Linked DNA regions of Mus musculus: all the other regions are linked to region 1. The links are chromatin contacts, called in public Hi-C, HiCAR-type, HiChIP or PLAC-seq and promoter capture Hi-C maps. All regions are on one chromosome and are shown on one strand. The core of a region is the stretch at or near the end of the contact, and the rest is flanking DNA. Distances in the headings are between cores, read along the strand shown. Region 1 holds the start of Tom1 (target of myb1 trafficking protein). Region 2 holds the start of Tpm4 (tropomyosin 4). Region 3 holds the start of Rab8a (RAB8A, member RAS oncogene family). Region 4 holds the start of Klf2 (Kruppel-like factor 2 (lung)). Region 5 holds the start of Eps15l1 (epidermal growth factor receptor pathway substrate 15-like 1). Region 6 holds the start of 1700030K09Rik (RIKEN cDNA 1700030K09 gene). Region 7 holds the start of Tmem184c (transmembrane protein 184C).

Region 1 (3,363 bases), core at 479-2,978:
TGTAGCCCAGGCTGGACTTGAGTTCAAAATCATCCTGTGTCAGCTTCCTGAATGCTGGGATTATAGGCATGTGCCACCATACCTGGCTCTTTTACAGCTTTGCCATCTTGTCTCAATTCACTTGGTTTTGGGTCTTACTCTGCAGCTTATGTTACCCTGCAACTAATTTCAGAATCAGCTAGCCTGGGACTTTGTGTCAATCCTCCTGTCTTAGTCTCCTGGGTATAGGATTACAGATGTGAACCACTGCTTCTGGTGGGAAATTTCAAAACGTGTGGTTTCCCAGCCAGTTGCAAAGAGAACTGGGAACCCTACACCTGCCCATCTGAGTCTTGGATAGGTCTGACATGAACCCCAAGGCAGAAAGGGTCCAGCAGTGAGATTTAGTCAGTGTTCTGAGGTACTGATGTAGCAGTACTCTTAATCAGAAGTATTTCTTGCCCAAGGCAGGCAACTTTCAGGGCAGGAGAGATGCTGAGCTTTGAACTGACAGGCAGTTTAAAAGACTGAACCCAAAAGACTTTATCCAAAAAGTCTCAGGACTTTGAGGCTGGCTTTGAAGGCCAGACTAATTTGCCTGTTTTACATAGGAAATCTGCGAAGAAGACTGCCTTCTCTTTCCAGGTCTCAAACAACGATTTATGGTGAAGCACCTGGGCTTCAGGCATCAGAGCTCCCTTGCAGAGAACTGATGAGAACCTCAAAAGAGCTACTAACAGCTGCAGTGTTGGTTACAACACAGAGCTGGGTTAACAGTTTCAGGGGAAGCCTTAGCTTTCAGATTCGGCCTTCCCAATTTCACAATGCCGTCGGGACCCTTCAGGTAAGGGGGTATGGATGTCACGCCCAGACCACCCATTCCTGGGGAAACGTCGCCGCCTGGCCTTTGCCCGAGAGTAGGTGCTGGGAGCCGGCACCTTCCCATGGGCTCCAGCCCCAGTAGGTGGTAACACGTTGACAATGACAGGCGTTAGCCATGTGCCAGGAAACATCCTCAGTGCTATCTTATTAATGCATTTAATGATCAAACAAGTCCAGGAAGGCTGGGCCATGACCCTTTAACTATGGGCGAGGACCATCACGGGGGCGACGTCACATAAACCCGAGACTCCCGACCATGGGGACAGAGGCGCGGCCGAACCTAGACACCCCGGCGTCTCGGAATGTGAAGAGTCGGTGACGCGGCGAATGATCAAGACGCCGCCAGCCCGGGAGGGGCTCTTAGTCTGCGCGCGCCCGGTGGTGGCGCGGCCCAACGCCTTCTCATCACAGCAGTCCCTTTAACCCAAACTTTCTCCCTCTACTCGGACCCCAGCACGCACACATTGGCTGAACCACATCCGCCCAGGACCGCCTCCTTCCACTGCCTATTGGCTACATCAAGCATCAATCCCCATATAAGACTTCCGATTGGCCCGTGTTCTTGTCAATCAGGTGGGTCATAGGGTGGGCGGAGCCCAGAGCGCCGCGCCAGCCTCACCGCCTAGCCTCCCTCCTGTCTGCCAGACTGCGGACTCCGACAGGTCCCAGGGCCAAGGCCAGAGCGGCACACAGGGGCGGGACTGCGCGCGGCTCCGGGGACTCACCGATCCGTTGTCCCACCGGAGAGCTGAACGGATTTCCCAGGAGAAAGTCCATTGCCGCGGCTACCGCTGCCACCAGCTCCCAGAATCAGGTGACAGCAACCGCCGGCGCCGCCGACCCGCCACGTGACCCGTTGGCCAGCCCGCGGGGTGGTGCCGGCAGGCGGGGGCTCTGGAGCGCAGCCACGAGGCCCCGCCCCCTACTAGGCTGCCCCTGGGCCGTGGCTGACGCCACACCAGGGCGGGGCCTGGGAGGGCCGGCTTCTAAGCCACGCCCCTGAAGCTTCAGTGCGCGCCACTGTGGAGCCTGGAAGTCTTGACATCCTGAAACTGGGTCTCTGGCCAGGGAAAGACCTGGGTCAGGTTACGCATACTCAGACAGGTATTAGTATTAGTGTCTTAGCCTTTAGTCCTGGGGACCAAGCCCTGAGGATGACAGCCTCCTTGCCCAAGTCGGACTCGAAATTTCCATTTGATGTCTCCCCGCTCCAAGAGCCAGAGGAGGCAAGGGCCTGGGTTTTTGCTCTCTTGAGACAGAGAATGAACTGCCTGTCCTGTGGCAAATGCTTTCACCTCATAAGCCACCTCATCTGCCTTGGCTCTCACCTGGCAAACCGGAAAAGTGCTTTTTCCTTATCTGTTCCCCTCAGCTGTAAATATCCATAATGTAATGCTTTCAGAGTATTGAGGTGACATGAAAATCACTCATAAGGCATTCCGTAATGGTTGCTTCCTCCTTGCTGTATCTTTGTAAGGCATTATGTTTTAAACTTTTAAATTTTTTTTTAACTCTATATGTGTGTGTTCCATGGTGCATACAGAGAGGTCAGAAGAAAACGTGGAGGAATCGATTCTCTCACCACATTTAATCTGAGATTAAACAAGTACTGTGGGCCATCACACTTCCTCCTCCATTTTGGCAGGGCTCATACCTAGGACTTTGCCACACTGAAACCCGGTGCTGCAGTCCCCCCCACCCCCCCTTTTTTTTTGACAATATCCCTTGTCTGGCCTCAAACTCAGATCCCTGGGGTGTTGGAATTGGAGAAGTATGTGCATCATAGCATGCAGCCTTATTATTATTATTATTTTTTTTTTGCTACTTATGACTTTTAACATTTTGTTTTTCCATTAACTTTTTCCTTAACCATGAAAGGTCAAATTTCCATATTTCAATGTTCACAGTATTAGCACATATTCACTTCAGGCCATGTGGCTGTTGACTCAGAGACAAGGAGGTGACATCACATTTTTTTTTTATTTAAAATAGACAAGACTCTGGAAAGCTCCTGGGATATGAACTGTCTGTTTTTTGGCATAGAATTTTCATGCAACTCTGACAAAAGATTGATGGATACTTTTTGATTTAGGCCAATAGCAATATTTTAAATGGTTTCATTTGCTATGCCACAACTATCATATTCTCTCCTTTTATAATACATGCAAATGATATTTGAGAGCCTTTACATATAAGGTGTGTTCAACCTGAGACCCAAGGGCTGCATGGCCCAGGATAGATAGGAACATGGTAACTTGACCTTTATTTCAGGATTTGGTTTTAAAATTTTTAAATTTTGTGTTTGTGTGTGTGTGTGTACCTCTGTGTGGGTATATGCACTTGTGTGCTGGTGCCTAAGGAGGCTACAGAGGGTGACTGATCCTCTGAAACTGGAGTTACATTCAATTGGATGAGTGTTGGGATCTAACTTGGGTCCTTATCAAGGGCAGGAAATATTCTTCACCAGTGAACCATCTCTTCAGCCCCCACTCCCTTATAGAG
Region 2 (3,363 bases), core at 310-2,809, 2.9 Mb after region 1:
GTTTCCCTTATAAGGTAAAAGAGGCTTGCTAGATACTTGTGGCCAAGCAACAGGAAGACGTCGGTTAATCACACAAAAATCTAAATGAAACCAGCTGTTGGGACACAAGCCCAGAAATCAGCTACACACACCCCAACCCCATTTCTAGTCTGGGTGTTTCTGGCCCGGAATCAACTTGAGATGTCTTTCTACAACCAAAAGAAGCATGCTTTCCCACATGAACTTTTAAAGCAGCTCAGAGTTTTCCAAAAGGCATCCCCCGCACTCCACCCTTGGGCCGCCAAATTCCTGGCTTGGCTGGAGTCTCGAGGCCATTTTGGAGATGTCTAGGGTGGGACGGGCGTATGAGAAGCCGTAACAGCTACTGTGCAGAGCTTCCGCCCGGTTCTGAGGCTTTCTCCAGCCCGAGCGGTCCTTGAGGGATTCAAGGCTTCTACCCAGGCCAGGCTGTCGCCCAGGCAGTCTTGGGAGGAGTCCAGGCGGTACCTGCACTGCCAACTCCACCTAGCCTTTCAGTTTCTAGGGTCCCCGCCCTGAGTTCCCACACTACGGCTTCAGGAGACCTGGGCAATCACACAACACTTCTTCCCTTGTCTGTGAGTCTCCTTCGCTAGCAAACACCGCCCTACTACTCAGGCAAGGGGCTCTCCTTGCCCCGGAAACGTCTGGAATGCCTCTCCCTAGTCTTTTCTTTCTACCCACCTGTAGCAGACTTTTGGGAGACACGAATCGAACGCTTTGTGGGTGCCAGAGCTGGGCTTAGAACCCAGACCCATCTCTGGCCCCGGGCTTGACCCAGGGATGAAGAGGAGGCGCGGAGGCCTTTCCTCTTTCCGAACTATTCATGCACCCCGGTCCCTGAACTCTCAGGGAAGGCGCATACAGTGGGCGCTCCGGCGTCGGGCAGGCCCCCTAGTGGATATTACCTGGGGCTAGGGGGACACAGGGTGATGGTGGTGGTGGTGGGTGTCCTGCAGGCCAGCGTCCAAATTCTCCTGTCCCCACCCCGCCCTCAGCGGACGTGTCGCGGCCGCACCCTAAGGACGTGCCGGGAAAGTTCGGGCGCGAAGAAGCAAAAGCGCGCACCGCCCCCGCCCCCACCTTGGTCAGCCGCAGACAATGGGAGCGCGGTATTTGCCCCACTACTCCGGAGTGCCCCGCGCAGGACTGTCCCCCCCGCAACCTCCCAGTTCCTGCCCCGCCAGCGTACGGGGCTCCAGGATCCAAGGGTATGGATGATCAAGGCGGAGGGGAGACGGAGGAAGGGGGAGCTAGAAGCATGCGGAGCTGGGAAGAAAAGAGGGCGCCAGGGAGCACTGCGGGCCCGGAAGCGCGCGGGACGAAAAGTGGGATCGGGCGGGGGTCGCGGACGGCGCGGGTCCTGGTCTCTCACTTTCTCGCGCCGCTCGCGCTCGCCATCCAGTTCGCGCTGCAGGCCTTGCGCGCGATCCTCTGCGTCGTCTGCCTGCTGCTGCAGGGCCTGGATCTTGCGCTTCACTGCCTCCAGTGAGTTGAGGCCGGCCATAGCTCAATCGTTCTGCTGGGCTCCGGCGACAGCTGGGCGGCCGCGCCCGGGCCCGCCAGCCTTGGCCACGCCGGGGCCGCCCCCGCCTCTCCCCGCCCCCCGGCCCTGCTGTCAGGCCCATGAGGTCACCCGGGCCGGCCGCGACGTCAGCACCGGGCGGGGGGTGGGTGGGAGGGGGTGGCTGACGTCGGTGCAGCTAGCCGCCTTTGCCCTGTGGGCTCCTCGTCCTCCCTCACTGCCCGCCCCGCCTGGCCCAGCGGCCGCGCACTTACCTGGGAGCCTTTATTCTCCGTCTGCTTTAGAGTCTTCTTTAAGTCTGTCAGGTCCTCGGAGTGCCTGTCCAGTTCGTCCTCCACGCATTTCAGTTTCTTCTGGAACTACGTCAGCTGCTCTTTCACCTGGGGACACAGAAGATAATGAGTCAGCCTAATGGTCCATTGCCCGGAGTTTGGGAGGCTGAGGCAGAAGGACTGGGAGTTTAAGGCCCTGCAAATGAACAAAGTCTTTATGAGCTGATGAGATGGCTCCATGGGTAGAGGTGCTTGCCACCAAGCCTAATGCCCAGAGTCCATTAATCTCACACATGCGCCCACATTAATGTAGAAAGTAAAAGGTTTATATAAAGAAGGTCTCATTCAGAGGACACAAGTTTGTGAAAGTAAAAAGTGTATATAGACAAGGTCTTGTACAGAGGACTCAGGTTGATTCCCAGCTCCTGTTCCAGGGGAGCCAACATTCTCTGCTTCCATGACCCCTTAGCATAGGCATGCATGCATGCAAAACACCCTCACATAAAATATAAAATACTCCCTCCACATACACAGAGCGGTAAGTGTGCATTACTGAATACAGAGGGATTTTACTCTTGACCTAAGGACTGGCCATTCTTGGACTCATAAGAGTCCCCACTCTCTTGAGGAAGTCATAGCTTTAGTTTGAAACACTACAAATTGGATTTTGCATTCTCACTTTCTGAATGCAGCTCTCAGGTGATCTCTGTTTAAGCAAAGTGGAGCCTATAGAAACTCCCAGTTTTGTAGGCAGAAACTTTCTGACCAGTGTGCAAGCCCTTTCCCCTGCTGAGAAACTTACCCTCAAGAGCCCCACATCCTGCTCCCACTCCAATCTGGCTCCCACACCTGGCTTTCAGGTCTGTCCTGGAAGAGACCCACTCTCAGGGACCAATTCCCCTCTAAGATCAAATTTTCACTCCTCTAACTTTTGCACATTTGTTAGGCATCTGTTTTTTTGTTTGTTTGTTTTTGTTTTTGTTTTTGAGACAGGGTTTCTCTGTGTAGCCCTGGCTGTCCTGGAACTCTGTAGACCAGGCTGGCCTCGAACTCGGAAATCCGCCTGCCTCTGCCTCCCAAGTGCTGGGATTAAAGGCGTGTGCCACCACCGCCTGGCATGCATCTGTTTTAATTAATGTGTCCTTTAACCTTCCCCAGAATCTAGTGCTGTTTGTTCTGAGAGTCTGTCCCCCACAATTCCTGTTTTAGGCATCCCATCAACCTCTCTGAGAACCACTCAGCCATGTGACACCTCCTAGCTGCTAGGGTCACTCTTGTGTCAACTCCACAGGATCTCTGTATCTCCTTCTATCCCTGATGCTGTATGTGGTCTAGAGCAGGACTCCCCTCCACCCCCCAGTACTCCAGGCCAAGCTTCCTGTCCTTCCTCAGCAGGAAACACTGAGGGTGGTTGCCTTTCTGTAGATTAACACCCGTCCACTCACCACTTCCCCCAACCCCCCAGTTCTTAAAATAAATTTGATAGGGACTCCATGCTCACACCAATACTCAGATCTCTGTGGACAGTAAGTATTACGATGATAACCA
Region 3 (3,363 bases), core at 484-2,983, 2.9 Mb after region 1:
GTTGTATAGATCTAATCCTCAACCACCCAGGGCACCAGACAAGACAGACAGTGCCATATCTACTCTAAATAAAATTGGGTCAGTGAGGGTTAGAGCTTGCTCAACCTAGAGTTCAAGTATGATGATTCCCTGTCCAGTTCCCTATACTTGACGCCTGACACACGACTGCTTCAGAACACTGACTGGGAAGGAGATATTAGATGGCATTATCACATGACGGTCAGGTCAGGGAGACAACAACTTAGTTGACATTACACAGAAATCATCCCCCAGTTTCCCTTTTCCTTCCAAGGCAGGGTCTCATGCAGCCCAGGCTGGCCTTGAACACTCTATGTAGCCAAGGATGACCCTGAGCACCCGATCTTCCTGCCTCCCTGTCCTTAGTGCTGTCATTACAGGTGTTCACTACCACATCTGGTTTCAGGGTGCTGGAGATGGCACCCAGGGTTCCAACAATGGAACCACATCCTGACTAGGGATAAACCAAGCCTAGTGACTATTCTCTTGTTTCAGGACCATACACCATCCAGGTCACTCTGTTTGGCAGGATTTACTTCCAGGTAACACTCAATGTGAGCCATGACTATTCATGGTAAGGAGCATGGTCAGCACCATTTTTGACGTCAGAACTGGGGCCATCACAAGCCAATTCTGTTCAACTGTGCCGTGAGGCAGCCCTGGGGAAAAGCTGTTCAGGTGGTGTTCTTGGCCCAGTGAAAGGAAGTCAGTCAAGGCTGCACGTAGCCATGGCTGGACTTAGTTTCTTACTGGAACTTTTTCTCTTGTATTCCCACCAGGATGACAGATACTGTCACCATTCCTCAGAGAGAAGGCAGGAGGACTTTGGGTTGGAGTCCTGACTTAGATGTGGATCAGTGGTGCTGGTCCTTTGAAGCTCTGGAACAGCTGAACCTTGAATTTTGGAGTCAGACACACCTGGGTTCAAATCTCATCCCTAATACCTGTAGACTGTGACCTTCAGTGCGTGCCGCACCCTCCCTCAGTTTCAAATTCCTCCTCCAGGGACAAAGCACCCATCACGAGTACACTACAGATTTGATACTGCACATGCCAAGCTTGCCACATAGGAAACTACGAGGTCAGGTGTCACCTCCATGCCTCAGTTTCCACTTTTGGAAGACGGGGGTCTCCCCGGAAGAACAGTGTAGAGGTCTGATGTAAAGACACAGAGAGTTGACAGGCGCCAGGACCCCAGGGCAGGCTCTTCCTCAGACTGCAGCCTGCATGTCCCTGTCTGCACCTTGGTCTCCGGCGCCCGCCAGGGTCCCGGCCTGGACTCCCTGGCGGGAGGTGGAGGCCGCTGCGGTTCTCTGTCCAGCCCCGTGACCCTCCCGGATCCTCGGCCCGAGTGGATCCTGAGTCGATCCCTCAGCCCAGCCCCATAGGGGCGCGTCCAGCCCTGGTCACCGGCCGCCCAAGGCCCCGCTACCTATGGTAGAGATGAATGTGGAGTTGAAGGCGTCCTCGGAGAAGCGGAACAGGACACAGGTCTTCCCTACCCCCGAGTCCCCGATCAGCAGCAGCTTGAACAGGTAATCGTAGGTCTTCGCCATATTACACTCTCTCCCCGACGGGAAGTACGGCCGGCGCCTCGCCACTGGTCGCTGGACCCGTCTATCATCTCAGATCCCGCCCCCTATTGGCCCCCTGCCCGCCGCGCATCATCCAGGCCTACGCCCGCCACCCGGAGCCCCGCCTGTCGCAGAGAGCCCAGGGGAAAAAGGCGAAAGCGGCGCAGAGCCGGAAGCAGCCGACTGCACAGCCCATTGGTTGACGCTTGGTATAGGGAGGTTTGTTATTGGCTAGTGCTGGAGAGTCGAGGGTGAGGGCGTCAAATGACCAGCGATGGGTGTGGTCACATCTTGACCCCGCCTTCCCGTGCGCGCCTTCTCCTCAGCCCTTCAGCGTCCAGGCCCTGCCCCCGACAGGAGGGACCCCAACAATTCCGCGCGCTGGTTGATGAGAGAGTGGGAGGGACGGGCTTGGTGAACAGGCGCAAGCGTACTGGGAAGACGGTTGGCTCTGGCAGAGAGCGCACGCGCGCAGAGAACGCCTCGTGTTTCCCGCCTTCTCTGCCTGCGCAGCAGCAGCCGTAGCCGCAGCCGGCGCTGAGGCGAAGCGCAGGAAGTACCTGTGGTAATGCTTCTGAGGAGGATTTTCGGCGGTGCAAAAGTGGCGCGGGTTAAGATGTGCTGCAGACTCGCTCCTCGGCCTTGGCGCCCACCATTGGACTTACTTAGGTGCTGTACAGGCAAGCCGGCCATTGCCGTGAGCGATCCCAGGGCTTCAGCGCCGGTAGGGCTATGTTATCATTTCCAAGTAATGGCAGCGTTTTTTGTTTTGTTTTGTTTTGTTTTCTTTTCTGTGCTTGCGGGTGCTATCTATACTTAAAAATAAGTCAAGGTCCTTCACCCCACACCAGCCCGGCTTGGTAGGTAATCTTTTCCTCGTTTTATGGTAAGTATACTGAAGACAGGTGAAGTGACTTTCCTAGGTTTCAGAGTAGCATTTTTTTTTCCCTTCTGTTTTTTAATATGTTGAGGTGTAGTCCCGGAGTAACGGGAGAACAGTGACAAAATAAAATAAAGCCACATTAAGATAAACATCTGAGGGCTGGAGAGATGGCTCAGCGGTTAAGACTACTCTTCCAGAGGCCTTGAGTTCAATACCCAGCAACCACATGGTGCCTCATAACCATCTGTAATGGAATCCAGTGCCCCCTTTTGGTGTGTCTGAAGACAACTACAGTGTACTCAAATCTTAAAAAGAAAAAAGGAGTGGGGGGGGGTGGATAGATGGCTCAGTGTTTAAGAGCACTTACTGATCTTCCAGAGGTCCTGAATTACATGGTGGCTCACAATCATCAGTAATGAGATCTGATGCCCTCTTCTGGGGTGTCTAAAGACAGCTACAGTGTACTTACATATAATAAATAAATTAAAAAAAAAAAGATCTGAGTTGCTGACTACATGGCTCAGCCAGTAAAGTAAGTCATTTGTTGCTAAATCTGAGGATTGTATTCAATTCCTGGGCATACTTACTGGAAAGAGATCCAACTCCTGCAAGTTGTCCTTTGGAACCTCCACCCCACCCCTAAGATATAAATCTGTGGGAAGCAGCATCAAGATTAACACTAAGGAGCTGGAGAGATGGCTCAGGGTTTAGATCACTGTTTGCTCTTCCAGAGGTCTGGAGTTTGATTCCCAGCAACCACATGGTGGCTTCATATACATTAAAACATAATAAAAATAAGAAAGATCAACACTAGAAATGGCCCTGTGGATAAAGATGCTTGCTGTCAAACCTGATAACAAAAGTTAGATCCTAATGAAGACAAATGGT
Region 4 (3,363 bases), core at 326-2,825, 2.7 Mb after region 1:
AATCTAAACAGAGAACCTTGGGCTCCTGAAGCTGACCACTAGCAGGCTCAGGTGCATTCCTCCCCTAACATTCTGAGATTAGGTCTGAATTCCTGATTCTTCTGCTCAGTACTGAGATGACAGGCTCAGGCCACCATGCCAAACTTTATATGCAGTGCTAAGCCCCAGCCCAGCCCTCCACAGCTTCTTAATTATGTCCCGAATTCTTGAGACCTGAGTCCCTCGGAGCCAACCCATTAAACTGCCACACCCCCTTGGCAGTGTCATAGACTCTGGGGACAGTATCCATTTCCCTTCTGGAGGATGGACAGGGTCTTCCTCTGTAACCTAGCCTGTTCCTGAACTCGCGGCCATCCCCCTGCCGCAGATCCCGGGAATGAGGCCAGGCGCCCACCTGTGTGTGTACGCAGATGCGCCTTTAGGTGCGAGCTCTTGGTGTAGGTCTTGCCGCAGTTGGTGTAGCTGCAAGTATGTGTGGCGGCGCGCTTGCGGGGCCAGGAGCGGCGGCCGCGTTTGGGCTTGGCCTCCAGCAGCTCCAGCGGGGACGAGGGCGGCGTGAGGAGACCGCGCGTGGCAGGTGGAGCCAAGCCCAGCGCCGCCGCCGCTGCCGCCGCGTCCTCGAAAAGACCGAAGGCGCCAGGCGCGGGAGGCCCGTAGTGCAACGCGGGGCCGGGACCGCCGAAGCTGGGGCCGGGACCGAAGGGCGGCGGGAACGGGTTGCGGGGACCGGACGCCGGGATGCGCAGGGGGCCGTCGGGGCTGAGCGGCGGCGTGTCCGGGGGCGGCGGGGGGCGGCCGGCGGGACCCCGCATGCATGCACCTGTCGCTCCTGGGGCGCCCTCGAGCTTCAGCCCGCGCGGTCCGTGGGCCAGGCCCGGAGCGCAGCCGTAGCCGCCGCCGTCCACCTCGGGGGGCTCGGCCTTCACTAGCCGCCCGGGAGGCGCGAGGAGGAAGCGGCCGTGCAGAGCCGGCCCCTGAGGCGGGTCCAGGTCGGGGCGCAGCAGCTCTGTTCCCAGGCTGGCCGCGGGGATGCTGTAGGGCGGCGGAGCACCCGGCTCCGGGTAGTAGAAGGCAGGCGGCGGGGGCTGCGGCGGGGGCTCGGGAGGATTTTCGGCGCCCAGACCGTCCAATCCCATGGAGAGGATGAAGTCCAACACGTTGTTTAGGTCCTCATCCGTGCCGCCCGCCTCGGGTTCATTTCGCGGCCAGCGCTGCAGGAGACAGGGCGCGGGACGTGAGTGGGGGTGCCTCCTGCTACCCTGCACCCCAAAGTCTAACAACTAGGCCCTCAAGATCTGCACCCGGTGCACGGCATCCCTTCAGCGCGCGTGTCCTCAGTCCCTGCACCCACCTCCTGTCCCACAGCCTGAAGTCTAACTCCCTGAGGCGGTCAGCACCCTGGACCTTGTCATCTCCAGTACTGGCTCCTGCACCCTGTAGCCTGGTACCTTGCTACCCCGCCGCCCGCGGACCCTCGCTGCCCTCACCTCCTGGAGGCCGCGCTCGCACGGGCTGGCGAAAGTGGCAAAGGACGGCAAGATAGGCTCGCTGAGCGCCATGGCAGGGACTGTGTGTGCTGTGGCCCGGCCCACCCAGGCCTTATAGGCGCGGCAGGCACAGAGGGCCGGGCTAGGAGGCGTCGACGGAAACGCGTCCCGGATGGGGACGAGCTCCGGGCTCAGCCTAAATTTAGCCGCGGTATATAAGCCTGGCGGTGGTGGCTGTGGCGGCTACTGCGGGAGCCCGGACTGCGCTCCTCAAGCCCCGCCCCCGCGGCCGGGCCCCGCCCCCGACCGTCCCTATGGCGACGGCGTCAACAAACCAGGCACAACAGCATAGTTAGCGCGCGCGGGGGGCGGGGGAGGGGGTGGCACCTGGGACTCCGCGGGGAACACGGGTGACGAGGCTTTCCCGGTATCTCCCCAGCCTCAAGCCCCTGGAAACCTGGACCGATGCATGGGGAGTCTGGGGTCACAGTGCTCACCCAGGGAACGCTCTGTGAAATCTTTGTTTAAGCTACCTTGGAAGCTAAGACAAGAAGGATGAAGTTTGGGGCCTGCCTAGAAGGGAGTTGAGGCCAGCCTGGAGCATCGTAGCCCCCTTAATACACACACACACACACACACACACACACACACACACAGAGGGAGAGAGATAGACACAGAGAGAGAAAGAGAGAGAGAGGGAGAGAGAGAGAGAGAGAGAGAGAGAGAGAGATGGGAGGGAGGGAGGGAGGGAGGGAGGGAGGGAGGGAGGGAGGGAGGGAGGGAGGGAGGGAGGGAGGGAGGGAGGGAGGGAAGGAGACACACACACACACACAGAGGCAGACACCATGGCATGGTGGTATATGCTTGTCTTCAGAACATTTAGGAGGTTGAAAGCATTAGGTTCAAGGCCCCTTTGGCTACAAGAGACCGTGTCTTAAAAAAGAAGCAAACACTAGAGGCAGGCATGATGGCTTAGTGTCTGCTTACAAGCCTCATCCAAGGAGCTCAGTTCCCAAAAGGGGGAGAGAATCCGTTCCCATAAGTTGTCCTTAGACCTCACAGTGCACTGGCGCACGTGCAAATACACAATAGCATGTAATAATTACAATTTACACTAGATACATAAATACAGTACTGAGTCTCTGGGACCTTTCACCTCCCACAAACATACACCTCACATAAATCCTTCTAGTGCAGGGAAGAGCTGTTGTCTGACTGTCAAGACTTGCAAGGGATACTCAGTGGGGGATGGGCACATCAAATAAATATGCATAATACCCAAGGGGCCTAAACAGAAAAAAAAAAGGAACAGTGGAAGAGGAGGAAGTATGTGGTGAGCCTGGGGAAGGACATTGGTGCAATTTTGACCTTAACCCCGGAGGCAAACATTGAGGTAAGCTCTGGAGAAAGCAAGAGGGTAATAGAGAGAGGGAGGGCATTGAAGCTGTGACCTGAAACCAGGAGGCTGAGGGGTGCAGTCAAGCTTGTGTAGTTGGGTGCAGTGATTCCAGCAGGAATAGGGGGTGGCAGATTCCACACCCAGCCCCTTGTCCACTTCTGTGACTTTGGAGCAGAAACATTGGCGAACTACAGACACTGGTCTGTAACATCAGCCCCAACTGTCCACAGGTCCTTTCCACAAAACATCAAAGTAGAGAGATCACACACTCATGGAGGCAGAATGTGAGGCTGAAACACTGGCTTGGTTAAGGAAGATCTAACAAGTCCTCTAGGACCGGGGACCCACCTCAGCCTGTCACCACAGAGCGGGGAATACCATGTGTGTTTCACATGGAGCAAAAGTGAGCCATGTGGTGTATTCAGATCTGAACAACACCCTGAGTGTGTGTGTCTCAGTTTCCCGTTACTAAGGAAC
Region 5 (3,363 bases), core at 395-2,894, 2.6 Mb after region 1:
CATACACAGAGCTTTTAAAACAAAGATTTGTGTTATGTGTATGGTGAGGCAGCTGGTCACACAGCATCCATTGTCCTGGCCTCCAGCACATGGAACAAGTGTGTGTGTGTGTGTGGGGGGGTCTTCCTTCCTCAGCTTAGTCTAGAAATTCACAGTTGTAACCCAGAGCTTTGTCTCCTATATGATTCTAGATCCTGTGCAGCTGGCAATCAGGATCAGTCACAACTACCTCAAGAAATCAAACACAGTGGGACTGAGTGTGGCGGTATATGTGTACCATGTTTCCCAGCACCTGTGTAGTGGTTTGAATGAGGATGTCCTAAGGGGCAGCAAGATAGCTCAGTGGGTAAAGATGCTTGCGGCCAAGGCTAACAACCTGAGTCCTATCTCTGTGACTCATGGTGGAAGGGGCCATCCAACACACAAATCTTTTAAGATGTAAGTTAAAATGTAACTTAAAAAAAAAAAAAAAGACAAAGAAATACCAGAGTAGGGGCTGGTGAGATGGCTCAGTGGGTAAGAGCACCCGACTGCTCTTCTGAAGGTTCGGAGTTCAAATCCCAGCAACCACATGGTGGCTCACAACCATCCTTAACAAGATCTGACTCCCTCTTCTGGATTGTCTGAAGATAGCTACAGTGTACTTACATATAATAAATAAATGAATCTTTAAAAAAAAAAAAAAAAAGAAATACCAGAGTAGCTGAAGATATAGTTAGTTGGTTAAGGGTGCTTGTTGCTTTTCCAGAGGACCCTAGTTCTGTTCCCACTCATATCGGGGGTTGGGGGCTCATAAGTGCTTTTAACTCCAGCTCAATGGCATCTAATAAACTCTTCTCTCTTGGGCAGGCATTGGCACGAGCACAGCAGGCATATACACATAAAAAAACAACAAAAAACACCAGATGTCAGGCTACACCCACATCTGCAAGCAATCAGAACCCAAATCTGTTTAACAAGCATACTGAGTGGTACTAACACTGCATATGGCCCAAGTTAGACTTGAGCACCATGGTACTTTGTTGTGTGCCACTGTCTCCATTTCCCCGGGAAAAGTTCAGCAAACCCTAGGCATTAGTAGAGGCTACTAGAGTGGAGAAGTTAAGACGGTGCCTGGGTTTAGCCAAGCTCCGATTCACAGACCCAGACTGGAAAGTGCAGGGAGCTGGAGTGCAGCGGTCTGGAAGGGAGCCCTACCTATCCCTTGGGTTCCCTGCCTCACAGGAGCCTCCAAAGCCAGGGGCTCGGTTTGCCCACTCCAATCAGGAGATGCACACGAGGCCCTCCCCACCCCCACAGACCGACTAGCCCGCCCACTCTCGGCCCACTAAACTTACGAGGCTCCGAACCTTCTAGTCACGCTGTGCTTTAGGCTAGGCTCTCTAAATCACCCGGTACGGCCAACTCTGGTAAGGCTATGCGACAGAGCCTTCCCCATAAAGGCTCCGCCTCCAGCCAGAACTGCCCCGCCCTCTCCACTGTGATCGAGGCTCCGCCCTCTTACTGCAAAACTTCTCACGGGAGGACTTGGATTCCCTTCTGCGCACGTGTACTCTGGTCCTGTGGCCTGTCCTTGCGCTGGCTGTGCTGCGCGCGCATCGCATCCCTCCTTCGTACTAGTGCGCAGGCACGGCCCCGCCCCCGTTCCTTCGGCGCTCCGGAGGCCGAGTCCGCACGAAGATGGCGGCGCCGCTTGTACCCCTCTCGCAGCAGGTATGGTGCTGGGGTGCGCCGTGGGGCGGTGCGGACGGTGGTTGCCGCGAGAAAGATAAGTCGTCGCGGAAGCGCGGCTCCAGGGGACCGCGGAGGCGCGCGCTGAAGGCTCAGAGGCTGAGTGGCGGGGGCCGGGCGGTTCTGAAGGTGACAGGCCGGAGCGGCCCGCATACTCTTGCGCCGGGCGACCCCCGAGCGGCTGCGAAGAGGTGATGGGGCGCGGCCGCTGCGTATGTCTGCTCCGTCTGGGGCCTGGCCAGGTTAAGGGACGGGGGGGGGTTTGGGGGGTGGGCGCTGTTGTTCGAGCCGCGTCGCGCTTCGTCCCCGCGGAGGCGAGCGAGAGCGGTGGGCCCGCCGCCAGTCTTTGTCTCCCGCGGGGTCGGGCGTCGGGGCGGGTGGTGTCCCATACTGGAGTCGCAAGGGGAACCGGGACACGCCCGCTTCGCCTCTGGCCGCCCAGCCCTCCTTCCCCCGAGATCCGCTTCCGCTGCTCTGTGCGGTGCGAAAAGCGCGGATCCTACGCCCCCAACGGTATGCACCAGTCTTCGTCCTCAGGGTCGCTGGATGGTTTTCTTGAACGTATCAAATGCTACAGGGACGTACAGAATAGCAGTGAGAAGGCCATTGTGCTTCTAGCGGAAAACATTCATTCATTCTTCAGCCACTTTCTAACGTGCTTGGGATCAGGTGCTTGGGAGCTCAGCAGTCTCTCACTGACAAAGTCTCTAGTTCCAGGTGACATCCATAAGAATTAGAAAGTATTCCTGTCCTGCTAATTTGCCAAATTACCCGTTTGTTCCACACAGCATATTATATGCACTTTGCTAGAATCGTCTTTCGCAGGGTCATGGTTACCAGGAGGAAGCATTTTATATTCAGATCTCGGCTCCAACTCTGGAAGAGTGTCCTTGAAGCAGGCTTCTTAACCTCAGCATATCAATTACCTCATTTGGAAAATAGAGATGTAAAATGCATTAGCAGAAAACTGTGGAAAGCACATTTTGCCTAACACATTGGAAGCTCTTTTGTTACCCGTCAATAAATTCGGGTGTTTGGGACTAAGACAAGAGCAAGTATGAATGCCAAAGCTGGTAAGAACTGCTTGGCAGGCTGATGCACCCAGGTCACCTGGTCTGAAGGAGAGGGCAATACAGGGTGGTTAAGTCCTGGAAGGACCAGCCACCAGCAGCCTTGACACTATATTAACATGTGGAGACCAGTAGATATTAATTAACATGCTCTTACAGCACCTGTGATTGTCTTCTGAAAATGGTTAAGGACTAGACAGATAGTAGGGAGTGTATTGAGGATAGGTGTGTATTGAGTTAGAGCCTTGCTATGTCACCCAGGCTGGCTTCCAATTCCTGGACTCTCTGCATCCTCGTGCTCCAGGCTTCCAAGTGGGATGACAGAGGACCAGCTGTGGGTGTTCACCTCTCTCTTGACAGGTTCTCACTGGCCTGTAGTTCCTCAATTAGGCCAGCCTGGAAAGTCAGCAAGGCCAGGGAGCCTCCTGTCCCTTCTTCTCCAGCACAAGTGCCGTGCATCCTGTAGCACTTCTGTGTGAGCTAGCTCTGGGGAGAGAATTTGGATCCTCGAGCTTTTAGGGCAAGCATGTTACTAACTCAGCTGGCTTCAGTCCAGTCATTA
Region 6 (3,363 bases), core at 457-2,956, 2.6 Mb after region 1:
GCTCACTAGCTAAGGAGCTGTTTGGTACAAAGCAAGCCCTAGGCTCTGTTACCAGAACCTGCCCCCCACCCCCCCAAAAAAAGTAAAATTTGAAACCAACAAAAGAATACGTTACCAAGAACACCTTTCCAAGGTTGCTCCTGCTGACACTGGAGCCAGGGAGCTCCTGGTTTCTATTTGCTTCTTTTTCTCTAGAAGATTCCATCAAGCTTCTAAGCAGTAGCATTTCCTCCTCCTCGTCACTGGCAGATTCTTTCTTTGTGGGCAGCAGAGCTTGCTTCCCTGTCCCCACTGCCAGCCCTGGGGACCTCGCTTCAGTGGGCAGCTCCTTCTTCTTCAGAAACCTGCTACCGTTACCACTCGGCCCATCGCTCTTTGACACACATGTTTTGTTCACTTGTTTCTGGAAAGTTCTGTGTGGGTACTGGGAAGAAACAGAAGCTGCACCTGTCCTCTTAGGAAGACTCTGCTCGATGGATGTGGAGTCAGACTCCACATCAGACCAAGCCATGGGCACCTGCTTCCGATTCAGGATCTTGGTTTCAATCTGGGCCAGTTTCCTAAGGGCCTCACTGGCTCTGGTCTTGGAGGAGATGGTGGGAGGCCTCAAGCCCAGACTCACCCCCCTCCCTGCCATGGCCTCCTCTTTGGGCATCAAATATTTCTCGTCCATCGTTTGGTTTCTCTTTAAGATTCTGCTCTGCCCAGGTGTCACTTGGCCAAGACTTCGGGCTTGTAAGTTTCTGATCTCTTCCATCCTCGAGCTATCTAAGAACATATCCCTTAAGTCAAAACCACTACGTGGAGGGCCAAAGGGTCTTCTTGTGGAAGCCATTCTAGGAAAATAAAGATTGTGTTTTCAGCCTTTAAAAGTACTTCACTGTATAAGTATACTTTTTGTTTTGTTTTTATTTTTTTCAAGATAAGGTTTCCCTGTATAGCTCTGGTTTTCCTGGGAGCTCCTTAGATCAGGCCTGCCTCCCAAGTGCTGTGATCAAAGGTGTATGCCACCACCACCCAGATAAAAGTATTTCTTTTAATAAGCTGTAGGGCGTGTGGGACAGGCATAAGAACTGGTAAGGTTGAGTGAGCTCAAAACCAAAGAATCGGGGCTGGTGAGATGGCTCAGTGGTTAAGAGCGCCGACTGCTCTTCTGAAGGTCCCGAGTTCAAATCCCAGCAACCACATGGTGGCTCACAACCATCCATAACGAAATCTGATGCCCTCTTCTGGAGTGTCTGAAAGACAGCTACAGTGTACTTACATATAATAAATAAATAAATCTAAAAAAAAAAAAAAAAAAAAAAAACCAAAGAATCTCAGAGAGATTTGAGGACAGGCGTCCAGATTCGTACCTATATCTGTACCTGCTCTGGAACCTGTAACCAGGATACACAACTGAGAGGACCCATATCACACAGCACCTGGAGTTCTTCTCCATGCTAATAACACTGCCTATACTCAGTTTCCTCGCTATTGTTTGCAAGCCCTAAGGGATCATGCCCCATCGCTCTCCAGATGAGGAACCTCTGGTGTGGGTATGCCGCCCGTTTTCCTGAAGCCCCTTGCCAACCCACTTGATCACTGTGAGGTCACCTGAGTAGCTGCGTTGGCTTCTTCCCGCTAGGCTTCAGCCTCAAAGTATAGGCCCCAGTGTGCGGTTGCCTCAGGAGACAGCGCCAGAGCAACTAGAGACTACATTTCCCGTCGGCCACCGCGCTCCACCCACCAATGAGCAACTCAGGTCACAATCCCGGGCGTCACGGGACCAGTAATTTCAGCGCACCCATTAGCGTCCCCAGGTCATAATCCCAAGGCATGCCGGGAGTTGTAGTTTCTGAGTTGCGCCCGTCAAGCGGTACGGACGCCTGAGAGCAGAGAGTTGAAGTCGCACGTGCAGCTATGGTCTCGGCTCGTGCATTGCTCTGGGCCATCTGTGTGCTGCGCGTGGCACTAGCCACTGTGTACTTCCAGGAGGAGTTTCTAGACGGAGGTGAAGGCGATTGCCGTGGTGGCTGGTGGCCTGTGTCCACCATCTATGATATGGACCCGTGCGCTTTGCACCACTAACCCTCCTGTCTCCCCACAGAGCGCTGGAGGAACCGCTGGGTGCAGTCCACCAATGACTCCCAGTTTGGGCACTTCAGAGTCTCATCGGGGAAGTTCTATGGGCATAAAGAGAAAGACAAAGGTTAGTGTAGAATCGGGAGCAAATAGAGTAGAGTTAGAAACCTCATGGCACCCTGACAACGCACCCACCGTTCAAGCCAGGACACTGAGGCACATGCAGGCTCTGCAATACCCTGTTTGGGTTTACATTCCTTTACGATTGACCAGAGTAGCCGGGCGGTGGTGGCGTACGCCTTTAATCCCAGCACTCAGGAGGCAGAAGCAGGTGGATTTCTGAGTTCGAAGCCAGCCTGGTCTACAGAGTGAGTTACAGGACAGCCAGGGCTACACAGAAACCCTGTCTTGGAAAAAGAAAAAAAAAAAAAAATTGACCGAAGTGTGTTTTGGTTTAGTCTTTGAGCAGTCTCATGTAGCCCTAGATGGCTCTAACTCTCAGCCTCCCAAGTGCTGGTTACTTTTTCCACATCTATGTATGTTGGAGGCAGTATGCACCTTGAGTGTGGATTGGAATGACAGTGGAGGTGCTCAGAAAGTGCTGGAATGACAACTGGAGTCAACAGGAATGACTGTGTTGGCATTTTTCAGTAGTTGCCCAAGATCATCTCACTTCATGAAAATTGGAACCATGCTGTAGCACAACCTAGAATCCTAGCACTCCAGGGTCTTCATGAGGCAGGAAAATCACAAGTTCAAGACCAGCCTAGCTATAGAGTGAGCTCTGGCCCACCCTAAGATACAGCCAGGTCTTGGCACAAAACAAAAAGAGGGGAAATCAAAATGAAAAGTGGGGCCAGCTAGATTGGCCTGTGGCCAAGCTTGGTAACCTGAGTTTGATCCCCAGAACCTACAGGGTGGAAGGAGAGAACCTATGCCCACAAGTTGTTCTCTAACCTTGGCACATGCCCCAACCCCACAAAATGAACGAATAAATAAATAATTAAATTGTATTTTCTTTAGGTTTTTAGTTTTGTTTGTTTTGAGCCAGGGTCTCTATGTATCTCTGAATGTCTAGAAACTCTTAAATCCACCTGCCCCTTCCTCTGCCTCTTGAATGCTGGGATTAAAAGCATACACCAACAAAACTGGCTAATAAATATGTATGTCTAACATCTATGAAGTCCTGAATCCCAGCTCCAGTACAGCCTAAACGGGTTGTAGTGCACACTCGAGAAGTGGCAAGAGAATTTAAAAGGCTGAAGTCATTTTTTACCTATATTGCAAGTTCAAGGTCAA
Region 7 (3,363 bases), core at 619-3,118, 2.6 Mb before region 1:
CTGATAAGCTGGCTCATAGTGAGCTGCTTTTATTCCTTTAGATTCATGAAGCCCCTCATAATTCATATTGCATCCTTATATTTTGCATAGTTGAGAAATTATATGTATTTTGAACTCATGTATTTAGAGTTCTTTCCCACAGCCTTAAGGGCTGTCCTGAAGGTCCCAGTGTCTACCATTTTGCTGAGACATAGCCACAGCCTTGGCTCCTGGATTCGAGCTGTTTCTAATTCTCACTGAGTCCTTAGGTTAACTGGGAGGACATCCCTAGGAGGAATGTGAAATACATACCCACAGCAGCCATCACACTCATGGAGGCTCACACTGGAGGACTTGTCCCAAGGGCAGGAACCATGTCACTCTGTCCCCACCATAGCCATACCGGGCTCAGCACTAGAGTGCAGAAATAGATTTCAGAAATTGTGTAAAAAATTGGCTTCCTATGAGAAGGAATGGAGAAGATGGCTATCAGAAGCAGTAAGAGTGTGGCTGGACACACAGAAACAAGTCCTGTTAGACAGCCTATCCAAAAAGACTGCCATTTGCCAAGAAATAAGTAGTGGTGATAAGCTGTAAAGCAAGAGTTTTCCCTAATTTTCTGAACTTCAACAGTATACCAAGATTTCATTAATGGTTAGGAATTTCCTTAAAACCAACTATTTTAACTTATAGTGTAGACCAAACTAAAGTCCTACAGCCCCTTTAAGGAAATGTGCAAAATGGAGATCACAGGAGAAAGACTGCAGAAGTCAGACTCCAGGCTCTGGTAACTGAGGAATGTGATTTCATCTGTATACTTTGAGACTCTGGTCCATGACATTTTGTCCAGATGGCTAATAGGCAGAAGTCCCCTGGTTGCAGGTGATGGCAAATATTTAAACATCAAGCAGAGTCCAAAGTCAGAGAAAACAGCTCTATTACTTAATAGGTACTATTAATCACTTGACACTTTTCTCATCTGTGAAACAGAAAACTACCCATCGCTACTCGGTACTTTTATGCAGATCAACTCATACAAAATGGGTAGAGAAGTTAGTGTTTGATTTCAGAAAATGACAATATATGCAGTGTTCAGTGTCTAGTCGGGACTCAGATGTTTGCTTGTTCCCTTGATTTAGAAAGAATTTAAGATCCCATGTGTCATTGATCTGTAAAGCTATACAGCTAAAAGCTTTAGGTGTATAGAACAGATGTCAGAATACCAACCTTTTAAATCTTAAATAAGATTTTGTTTTTTTTTTAACTCAAGTTTGAAACGTGAACATTTCATATTGGCGGTTACTTTCAAAAAAGCTATTCTTAGAATGATTCTTCTGCCGGGTCTAGAAATTATGCAGACAAATTCCTCCTTAGGACCCTAAACTCTAGCAACTGACTGAAATCTAACCTATTCTGTCTTATTCCAGCGGGCTTCCCATTCCACCCCTAAAGACAACTGGGAAGCCTTCTGAGAAAAATAAAGCTATTTCAAGTTCCACTCCACAGTGACTGCCCCTCACTATGACTTTTCTTTAGATGGAGTAAAGTCTCAGGAATGTAGCGGGTGTTTCTGAAACGTCCCCAGTTCCTACAACTTTCGGAGCCCTTTTAGGGAACCACTTAGACTAGGTAAATTAGAGATGCCAGAAATCCGCCGCTACTCTCCTTCCTGCCCTTGCCACGCCCTCTCGGTAACCTAGGTTACAGCCACGCCCTCCTCCGTAACTGACCAATCACAATGCTTTGCGTTGCGGGACAAGGTTTAGCTCAGCTTGAAACTCAGAGCAAATCATTTGCTGCAAGCATCTGATCGGAAACGGAAGTGGAATAGTCGGCGGAAGATGAGTTCTGAAGATGAGTACTGTAGAGGTTCCAAAGCCGTGAGTGAGGAAGTTCTGGGCCGGGTCTTCCGGGGGCGGAGACTAGCCTGCCAGAGCTGGACTAGGGAGAGGGCTGGTAGGGTACCAGATGCAGGTCAGACCCCGAGTGCCTAGAATCCCTAGTTTACCCTGATAGTCCTCGGGGTCACGATGCAGCGGAGACTCTGGGTGACCTCCAGGTGAGGCGGAGGCGACGCCGCGGCGGCACTGAGTCCATGCGGGTTGGCCGGCGAGGATGCAGCCTGCACCTGCGAGCATCCCGAGCGGCCACCGCTGCAGCAGCCGCAAACACAGAGCGACCCGAGAACGCGGCGCCAGCGGCTAGTAAATCTTTTCCTATAGGGCGCCAGCGGAGAAGACAACCGAAAAAGCGAACTTGCCAAATTCTTGGTTTGGTTCGATTATTCAGCTACTCAAAGAGAATCTGTTACAGAACATGCCTTGCGCATGTAATCGGAGTAACTGGAGGAGATGGATCCGACCCCTGTTGGTACTTTTTTACGCAACAACCATCCTGGTCGCGGTTCCGATATGCATTTGGAAGTTTCAAAAAATGAAGGTAAGAGGGTCCTGCACCTCTACCCTTTCTTCCGCTGGTTGACAGAGTTCCTTTGTCTGCCTTCTAATGCTTGAGGTCTGAAAAACATTTCGTCTGTGGACATTAAACCAACCTGACTGGTTTTATTTAGCCGCTACAACTGGAGGTAGGTCCGGGTCGAGAAACAAATAGTTAAAGCACCTACTTACAATGGGCGCTTTCCCAATATTCATCAGTCCCAGAAAGAACTTTATTCTTGAAATCAGATCTGCTATGCAGGTACTAGGGCTTGACCAGACCAAATAAACCATCTTAAAAACTATGTTCTGGATTTTATAGGCTTTTAGCCGGTTTTCTGGAACCAAAGGATTCTTGTTAAATTGACTTTGCTAATTAACTTTACGTTTGAAGTTACAAGTTTTCTTTGTTTCTTTCCTTAAAATCTCCTGTAAACCAGGCTGTTCTGGATTTTGCTTTGTAGACTAGGATGATCCTCCTGCATCCAAACTTCCCAGTGCTTGGATTACCGGTGTATCCATCATTCTGTTTACTCAATGCAGGGATTGAACCCAGGGCTTTGTTTATTTGAGGCAAGCACTCTACCATCTGAGCTTCATCCCCAGACCTGAAGTTACTCCTTAACCAAAGCAAAAATTTTACAAACATCCCCTGTGTGTTCCTTTATATTTAAAAAAAAAAAAAGGTGTATTTGTTGGTGTGTTCGTGGGATGGTCCAGTTGTGGAGGTCTGAAGGTGGACAACTTGGAGCAGTTGGCTCTGCTCTCTCATCATAATGAGTGCTGAGGACTGAGCTGAATCTATCAGGGTTGGAGACAGGCACCTACCAGCTGAGACATCTCTCTGGCCCTCTTTGTTGATGTCATGTTGTGACATTAGTAAAGTATTACAAGCTGGATAGCTAACCTATGTCTATAGTATATCTATAAAGTGAAAACTTAGAATTAA

The links. Promoter capture Hi-C pulls out the DNA fragments that hold promoters and counts their contacts. Hi-C and Micro-C count contacts between places; a contact is called where the count stands out from the background. HiCAR-type assays count read pairs that join an accessible place to other places. HiChIP or PLAC-seq counts read pairs in DNA pulled down with a chosen protein or histone mark.
Region 2: a HiCAR-type map of astrocytes shows a contact between it and region 1, with 5 times the contacts expected there. The contact joins the promoter of Tpm4 here to the promoter of Tom1 in region 1. A contact is called at or near these places in 1 of 39 promoter capture datasets (embryonic stem cells) and 1 of 115 datasets of contacts at active chromatin or transcription factors (astrocytes).
Region 3: a Hi-C map of muscle stem cells shows a contact between it and region 1, with 6 times the contacts expected there. The contact joins the promoter of Rab8a here to the promoter of Tom1 in region 1. A contact is called at or near these places in 4 of 39 promoter capture datasets (cranial neural crest, liver, pre-B cells and 1 more), 1 of 484 Hi-C or Micro-C datasets (muscle stem cells) and 1 of 115 datasets of contacts at active chromatin or transcription factors (embryonic forebrain).
Region 4: an H3K27ac HiChIP or PLAC-seq map of embryonic stem cells shows a contact between it and region 1, with 6 times the contacts expected there. The contact joins the promoter of Klf2 here to the promoter of Tom1 in region 1. A contact is called at or near these places in 4 of 39 promoter capture datasets (cranial neural crest, embryonic stem cells, frontonasal cranial neural crest and 1 more) and 2 of 115 datasets of contacts at active chromatin or transcription factors (both in embryonic stem cells).
Region 5: a contact with region 1 is called in a HiCAR-type map of astrocytes, with 7 times the contacts expected there. The contact joins the promoter of Eps15l1 here to the promoter of Tom1 in region 1. A contact is called at or near these places in 5 of 115 datasets of contacts at active chromatin or transcription factors (astrocytes, cardiomyocytes, differentiating embryonic stem cells and 2 more).
Region 6: a promoter capture Hi-C map of hippocampal neurons shows a contact between it and region 1, with 11 times the contacts expected there. The contact joins the promoter of 1700030K09Rik here to the promoter of Tom1 in region 1. A contact is called at or near these places in 3 of 39 promoter capture datasets (cranial neural crest, hippocampal neurons and maxillary cranial neural crest) and 3 of 115 datasets of contacts at active chromatin or transcription factors (astrocytes, extraembryonic endoderm stem cells and large pre-B cells).
Region 7: a contact with region 1 is called in a promoter capture Hi-C map of pre-B cells, with 7 times the contacts expected there. The contact joins the promoter of Tmem184c here to the promoter of Tom1 in region 1. A contact is called at or near these places in 5 of 39 promoter capture datasets (cranial neural crest, embryonic stem cells, hippocampal neurons and 2 more) and 3 of 115 datasets of contacts at active chromatin or transcription factors (astrocytes, embryonic forebrain and pro-B cells).

The regions. Positions count from the first base shown.
Region 1 is chr8:75,032,051-75,035,413 of GRCm38.p6, reverse strand. It overlaps Tom1 (target of myb1 trafficking protein), which reads right to left and starts at 1,728. Exons shown (of 15, transcript NM_011622.3): 1 at 1,587-1,728. The coding sequence starts at 1,638.
Region 2 is chr8:72,133,484-72,136,846 of GRCm38.p6, reverse strand. Tpm4 (tropomyosin 4) reads right to left here and starts at 1,559. Exons shown (of 8, transcript NM_001001491.2): 1 at 1,394-1,559. The coding sequence starts at 1,525.
Region 3 is chr8:72,159,570-72,162,932 of GRCm38.p6, reverse strand. Rab8a (RAB8A, member RAS oncogene family) reads right to left here and starts at 1,733. Exons shown (of 8, transcript NM_023126.2): 1 at 1,451-1,733. The coding sequence starts at 1,574.
Region 4 is chr8:72,317,274-72,320,636 of GRCm38.p6, reverse strand. Klf2 (Kruppel-like factor 2 (lung)) reads right to left here and starts at 1,575. Exons shown (of 3, transcript NM_008452.2): 1 at 1,488-1,575; 2 at 395-1,211. The coding sequence starts at 1,559.
Region 5 is chr8:72,419,755-72,423,117 of GRCm38.p6, reverse strand. It overlaps Eps15l1 (epidermal growth factor receptor pathway substrate 15-like 1), which reads left to right and starts at 1,644. Exons shown (of 24, transcript NM_007944.3): 1 at 1,644-1,713. The coding sequence starts at 1,681. Gm46043 (a long non-coding RNA gene) reads right to left here. Exons shown (of 3, transcript XR_001778581.2): 1 at 1,338-3,363.
Region 6 is chr8:72,442,223-72,445,585 of GRCm38.p6, reverse strand. It overlaps 1700030K09Rik (RIKEN cDNA 1700030K09 gene), which reads right to left and starts at 1,706. Exons shown (of 8, transcript NM_028170.2): 1 at 1,597-1,706; 2 at 116-836. The coding sequence starts at 835. It overlaps Calr3 (calreticulin 3), which reads left to right and starts at 1,808. Exons shown (of 9, transcript NM_028500.3): 1 at 1,808-1,993; 2 at 2,090-2,191. The coding sequence starts at 1,903.
Region 7 is chr8:77,609,158-77,612,520 of GRCm38.p6, reverse strand. Tmem184c (transmembrane protein 184C) reads left to right here and starts at 1,868. Exons shown (of 10, transcript NM_145599.4): 1 at 1,868-2,418. The coding sequence starts at 2,296. Gm39200 (a long non-coding RNA gene) reads right to left here and starts at 440. Exons shown (of 3, transcript XR_878939.2): 1 at 292-440.